2 separate regions of the Zea mays genome follow, and region 1 is linked to region 2. A link is a contact called in public Hi-C data. All regions are on one chromosome and are shown on one strand. The core of a region is the stretch at or near the end of the contact, and the rest is flanking DNA. Distances in the headings are between cores, read along the strand shown. Region 1 holds the start of LOC100282548. Region 2 holds the start of LOC100501039 (Transmembrane and coiled-coil domain-containing protein 5B).

What was found. Hi-C and Micro-C count contacts between places; a contact is called where the count stands out from the background.
Region 1: a Hi-C map of tassel shows a contact between it and region 2, with 4 times the contacts expected there. The contact joins the promoter of LOC100282548 here to the promoter of LOC100501039 in region 2. A contact is called at or near these places in 4 of 25 Hi-C or Micro-C datasets (bundle sheath, ear, leaf and 1 more).

The regions. Positions count from the first base shown.
Region 1 is chr7:27,896,633-27,900,062 of Zm-B73-REFERENCE-NAM-5.0, forward strand. LOC100282548 reads left to right here and starts at 1,844. Exons shown (of 2, transcript NM_001155456.1): 1 at 1,844-2,235. The coding sequence starts at 1,951.
Region 2 is chr7:27,754,016-27,757,242 of Zm-B73-REFERENCE-NAM-5.0, forward strand. LOC100501039 (Transmembrane and coiled-coil domain-containing protein 5B) reads right to left here and starts at 1,264. Exons shown (of 8, transcript NM_001346059.1): 1 at 1,092-1,264; 2 at 857-946; 3 at 160-219; 4 at 1-19. The coding sequence starts at 1,198.

The DNA.
Region 1 (3,430 bases), core at 594-3,093, 140 kb after region 2:
AATTAGAAAATAAATTTTTATGGTGATATTTATGTCAAAACAGAAGTACTACGTGATAAACAATAATATTTAAAAAATTATAGGAATTGAAATGGACTAATTTGGACTTCATATGAATTTTCTATGGATTAAACAAATTCTAGCCAATATTTTTACATTAAAAATCAATTTCTAAATTTATTTATTGAATTACTCGGGTCTCTGGTTCGAGCGCATAAAACTGAAAAGTAGAGGGGCCACAGCGCAAGAAATACTAGACTCAGTGAACACTCGCCCGAGGACCGCGGGTTTATACTTAATAAATCCAGGGGCTTTTATATAAGATGGGCGGCCGAAAGGGTATCGTAAGTCCTGAGTCGTCCGATCAAGCGTGAACGGCCTGGATTAAATCCACTACCCAGCGAACCGGTACGCAATCTAAGCCTTTCGATCTAACTTGGACGTTTCAGATTTAAATAACGTAATCCCACTCACGTCCAATCGATCGGAATCGAATGGCCCACGCCACATCTGACCGGACCGGTATTCTGTTTCTAATCGCCGCCATCCAATCGAGGATCAATGACCAACACTCGTCTTCACCACTTGACGGCACGCCGGCGGCCACCATGGACTGACGGCGGAGCACCCACCCCTCCGGTGATCCACTACCGATGCCCTAGAGCTTCCGAACTAAAATTAATAGGTTCTATCGCAACCTGGAAAGAAATGGGAGTCGGGCCACTACCTTACCCGCACTGGAAGGTAGTAGAGGTCACTGACCACAGCGCAGGGCAGACTGAAGGGTTGGTTGAAGCTCGACGGCGAATTCCCAGTCGCCCACACCCTTGTCTGTGCAGCGGTGACCACACACGCGAGCGGCGTTCCCGAATAAGCAAGCAGCCCACATGCTTGAGGCGCGACCCCGTCAAACGCGCCAATCTCACCTCGGCGGATCCCGAGCTCCCGTGTTGTCTTCTCCCTCTATGCCAGGCGAGGCTCCCAACGACTCGGTGCAGCCTCGAATTGGTGGATGGAGGGAAGGGGGTCGCGGAGCTTCGGCTTTTATGCACCACGGTGAAGTCCGAGCGGAGGGAACCTAACAGCGAACATCGCGGCGAGGGAGTGCTGACCATGCGAGCATGGCGGGTTCTGTTGAGATGCGCACGGAGCAAGGAATAGGTGATGACAGGGCGGCCCCACTAGTAAGCCACATACGTGAACGACAGTGAGCGCCATGGGTTGAGCGGGGAGAGAAGCTGAGTTGGGCCGGCCGAAGAGGAAAACGGCCCAGCCGGGATTTCTCTATTTTCTCTTTTTCCTTTCTATATTCTTCTCCCATTTATAATCCCTCCCTTTAAATTCAATTCAACTCATGTTATGAACTCCCAAGTTTTCAAATATCAAACACACCCTTGAAGAAAATATAACATCTATTATTTCCAATATTTTATTTGTTGTTTTCCTTGTCATTTATTTAGGGGGAAATAAATGATTTCCTTTAAATTCCCATCCTTTTCTTTTCTGTTCCCTTTTTATTTTCAAATTCTAATTTTTTTAAACTCAAATTGTTTCACAAATTTGAATACAAATACAAGAATTTTATTATGAGGTGCCCATTTTTTGTATTTATTTATTTTATTATTCGACTAATATAATCCTATTACTTGAACTTGTTAAACTAAAAGGGATCAATTAATCGCCTTAGGTTTCATAATCCCAAAGCATTATCATATAGATATATTTATTCATTATTTTTATTATAGTTTTTTTATATAAGTTTTGGGCCTTACATTAGGCCCACATACGAACTCGCCAAGAGCGTCAGACAAGCTCACTTGGACCCCTCTTCGGCTCTTCCCACAATCTCACAGCCCTCGAAGGCACCACCCGCGCCGCCGCCACCGCTCCGAAATTACAGCCATCGTAGTGCGGCGGCTAGGTCGGCCGGCGTTTGGAGGAGCTCCGAAGATGTGGTGCCAGTCGTGCAAGGAAGGGTACGACGAGGAGGACGCCGGGACCTGCAAGGAGTGCTACGAGGAGGCCAGCGAGACGGAGGAGGAGCTCAAGCGGGAGATCGACGACCTCCGCTCCCGCCTCCTCTTCCTCCGCCTCCCCTCCCCTACCCTCGACGCCGCATCCGCCCCCAACTGCGACCTCCTCCTCCACGCCATCCCCTCCACCGGCGCGGGAGGCGAACGCGATGCTGGGCGCACCCCCGACACACCCGCCGTGCCCGCCCATCGCGTCATCCTTGTGGGTCCCCTTTCCTTCACAACTTCTAGCTTCCTTTGTGCGATTCTGGTTTGATTACGTAGTTTGTGTTCAGTCTTTGACAGACCTTTGAATCGACTAGTCTTAGAATTAAACCTATTCCTAGAATGTAAACAGGAAGGTGGTCAAGACATGATTCCTAACAGTGGATTGAACAGTTCTAGTAGCTTACTGTCCTACTGACCAATCTACTGTGGACTGTGGTACTCACCTGTCTTACTTAATTGAGACATGATGTGGTGGGCAAGGTTATTAAAACAACTAAACGTTGAAACGCTCATGGGTGAGTTTTAACTTTTAAACGGTTTAAACAAAGTTTAAACGTAGTTTTAAACAACATAGGGAAATTTCAATATATCATAATTTCAGGCAATTATATCAAGTCAAATACCAAACAACCAACATAAGTTCACATAATAATATTGTGCAAAATGACATGTCCACAACCACATTACCACAATAACAGTGGAGCACCCTTCATCAATCCTTCTTCCTTCAGCAAGCGAGCAACAGGAGGCTAGATTACTCACCAGTGGAGCATACGCCAGCGAACAGTGGGACAGTCAGTCTCTGTACTCTGTAGTCCTGCCGCAGTGGGACAGCAGAGGCGGAGCTGGAGGGGCTGGCAGCGCCGGACGGGCGGCGCAGGAGGGAGGACGGCCTGGAGCGCGGCGGCACGCAGAGGCTCTGAGGCGGGGCTGGAGGACGGCCTCGAGAGCAGCCGCCTGGAGCGGCCTAGAGGGAGGACGACCTGGAGAGCAGCTGCCTGGAGCGGCGGCGGCCTGGAGCAGCGGCACGCAGAGGCGGGGCTGGCGGCGCCGGACGGGCGGCGCAGGAGTGTTGGAGCAGCGGCAGCGGCGGCCTGGAGGCTGGAGCGCGCCCTGGAGTGCGGCGGCTGGTGAGAACGCGAGTTCCTAATTGGGCTGGTGATAGTGCGGCCTGTAGCGGCGGCCTGGGCGGGAGTTTCTAATTGGGCTGGGCCAATTTCTAGCAGCAGACGCATTAAACGCCCGAAACGCGGCGTTTCACTCTATACCGCGTTTAAACGTCAAAACGCGACGTTTAAACGACGTTTTACGACGAATCGTAAAACGTTTTGTCGTTTCACTTTCTGTCAGCGTTTTATAGTTTAAACGACGTTTAAACGTCGTTTTAATAAGCATGGTGGTGGGCAATG
Region 2 (3,227 bases), core at 14-2,513:
TACTTTTAACGAATTCTGTCTGCATGCACAAATAGGAACACAGATTAGTGTGTTCTCACAGAAGATGTATATTTTTGTTTAGCTCCCGTAATTATAACTGGCTTCAGATGCTCTCAGTAAGTTAATGGGGGAAAATTGAGTGGTTCAAATACCAAATACCTTTCCTCCTCAAATTTCAGTTGGGTTTCTTCTAGCATAGTCTGAATATCTGCTGCCACACTACAGGTTAAGAAACAATTAACAACAAACTGTAGTGATACAGATGAAGGAATAGGACCTCCAGATTTCATCAGACCATGCATTTAGCCTACTCAGCAGAGAAAAATTCGACAAGTCACATGGATAAACTCACTCTTACAATTATGCGACTACAACTATCATATTATTGGGACGAGGGCCGAACCGGACCTCCATTGCAAGAAGAGTAATACTACTTTAGGAAGAAATTCAGACCACAAGCTATATGGCACAGCAACATCAACAAAACACCAAAGGTTAATCCATGAAACATAAAGCTCCATACACAGAACAGCACAATTATCAAAAATATTGTCTTAATTCCATCCATTCACTACAAAAAAACGCGGGCCATTACGAGTTCCCTTGCCAAAACTGCATTGAAGCCTAAATGGTAGCACAATTGCATTGACTGCAGACGGCAGATAGGACAACATTTCACCAGCAATATGTAAACGCAACAAAAACTGACGAATGTAATCATACAGGCCAATGGTCGGTGCAATCGTAAGTCATCAGCATCATGCAACAAAACATTGACATTAACGAATACCTATGCGATGAGCCCAATTGTTTGCAGTCGCAAGGAGATTCGGATTCCTACAGGTTTGCATCTCACCTGGCAATGACCTGCTCACAGATCTTCTGCCCGTCCTTGTTGGCCCCACCCTTGATAAGCCGCAGCAGGCACACGATCTCCCTGAGGTCACTGCCGCCGCAACCACGGAATTGAACATCTCGGATAATGCCGGGAAACCAAGAAGAAAAGGATCGCTCGCAATCCAACTCGAAAGAGGAATGTTCTAGAGCGAGTCCGTGAGCGAGGGGAGGCGCTGAGGTGAGGCCGGCCGTACCTGACGAGGTCCCCGTCAGAGTCAGAATCAGAGTCGCCGCCGGAGGAGGCGACGTCAGAGTGACGGGGCCGCTTAGCCGGACTCGGAGTGCCGCACGACGCGGCCATCCGTCCTCCCCCGCTGCGATGAGTCGTCGTCGCCGCCGCCGTCGCTGGACGCTGGGGGCAAGGAAGAAGGTGGGAATGAAAAGCCACGCAAGCGAGGAGGCCAGAATTTCAAATTTCGGAATCCCGCCATTCCGATGGCTGGGCCCCGTGAAAAATGTGAGGGGTTTATTGGGCCGAATCTTGCTCTTGCTTCAAGCCCACTGGGATTTTCATGGGTTTTCGTAGCCAGGCTAAACGGTTTGGGTTTACAGCTATTTGGTGGAGCATTTTTTTATAGAAGCTCACCCACTAAAAATAGTTGTGAGTTGTGACTAATTTTCTTTTCAATGATTCTTTATCGGATGTCGGATAATATTTGTTCATATTACACCCCTAGTTATGACTAATTTTTTTTCAATGATTTGCTTGTTTGGTTAGAAAGGAATTAAATATATTTCTACTCAAAATTGAATGGAATGAGATTTAATCCCATCAGTACCCTCGATCCTTATGCAATCGGAATAGGCCTTAAAATAAACTCTTCTTATGGAGTGACTATGTAAGAATAGCAAATCAGGCAACCCGTTAGTTAGCTTATATGCACAAAGGAAGTGTCTTGATGGCTTATATGTATTTCTCATGGCATTGTCTTCGATGGAACTTATCGTAAATAAATTATTTGCCTGAATTCCACTGGACCGCTGGGGGTGAAAATTACTGACTAGTTTTCAATGATTCTGAATTTCCTCCACCCATTGCGCATTCAACCGATAATTGTTCAACAGTAGGGATGAAAACATGTACGATAATTTTCAGTTACCGGAAACCATTCAACCGATAATGCGCAGTGCGCTTGTCTCAGCAGGGAACAGTTGCTGCTGGTGGTGTTGATGCAGTTCATCATAGTGATTTCTGGGACGGACGTACGACGACAAGGACATAGCCTGTGCACACTAGATGAAAGTTGAGCGAGTGTGTGTGTGTGCGCGCGCGCGCGCGCCTTCTCTGTACCGTACGTGCATGCAGGAAAGAAAAAAAACGAGAGCTAAAGTTAGTTTAGTGGAAACCTGTTGTTCCTTTCCTCAGTGGGAAGGCCGGCCCCAGGCTAATGACTTTTGTGCTATCAATTGCTGACTGCTGAGACAAGGAGAAGTGATCGGTAGCTAGCCCCTGAGGTCAAGCGCACTGCGCATTTGCAAAAAATTAAAATGCGGCCGGCCGGGGGGGTATGTCCACCTAATATATCCAGCATCTGGGAGCAGTGAGTAGGATCGTGACAAAACCAGAAGAACTTGATTCATGAGTCGCGGCAGGAAGATTCGGGTAGCATGCATGGCCGATGGAATATAATTGGGAGAGCTTGACTCCATCGGCTCAAGAAAAAGAAACCGGTGCGGTATGCCGGTGCCGGGAGTGACAACTCGGAGTGGAGGGCCCACGGACACTCTAGAGAGGTGGTGGTACCTTTAGAGTTTTTTGCAACGTTCAATTCTAACATAGGACGATGGAGACACCAAGCTTGCCTTGTCTATACTAAGCCCACGTTAGGCTATTCGCACTCATGAAACCCTAAATTTCTACTCTAAAAGAAATATTTCGTCCTGGTCACTGAGATTCTCTACTCTATCCTATAATACTCTGCATTCATATTTACCCTAAATATCTACTCTATACCAACTACAACATATTCTATTATTTATTTTTCAACTCCCTCCAAACCAGCCTCTCACAACGTCTGCGTCAGGCCCCAGCCGTGGTCCCGCCTGTCTCCTGTGCAGTCCCACGGACGCGAACGCTGTATATAGGGTCGTTGCTAGCCAACTGTATTTTAGCGTCGTCTTTCCAGTGAACCGCTGCACCTAAATTCGAACTCTATATCATACGGCATCCTTTCCAGTCGTGTTTCCAGTACGCCAGTGCGGGCAGCCTTAGATCGCCGACGAAGAGGGCGGACAGTGGTGGAAGGGGCTTTGTGTCGCTGCCGTCGTCCCTTCCCTTCCTCCGAATCGTGCCGCCGTCGTCGCTTCAACCATCGTGGCCGGGATGAGTT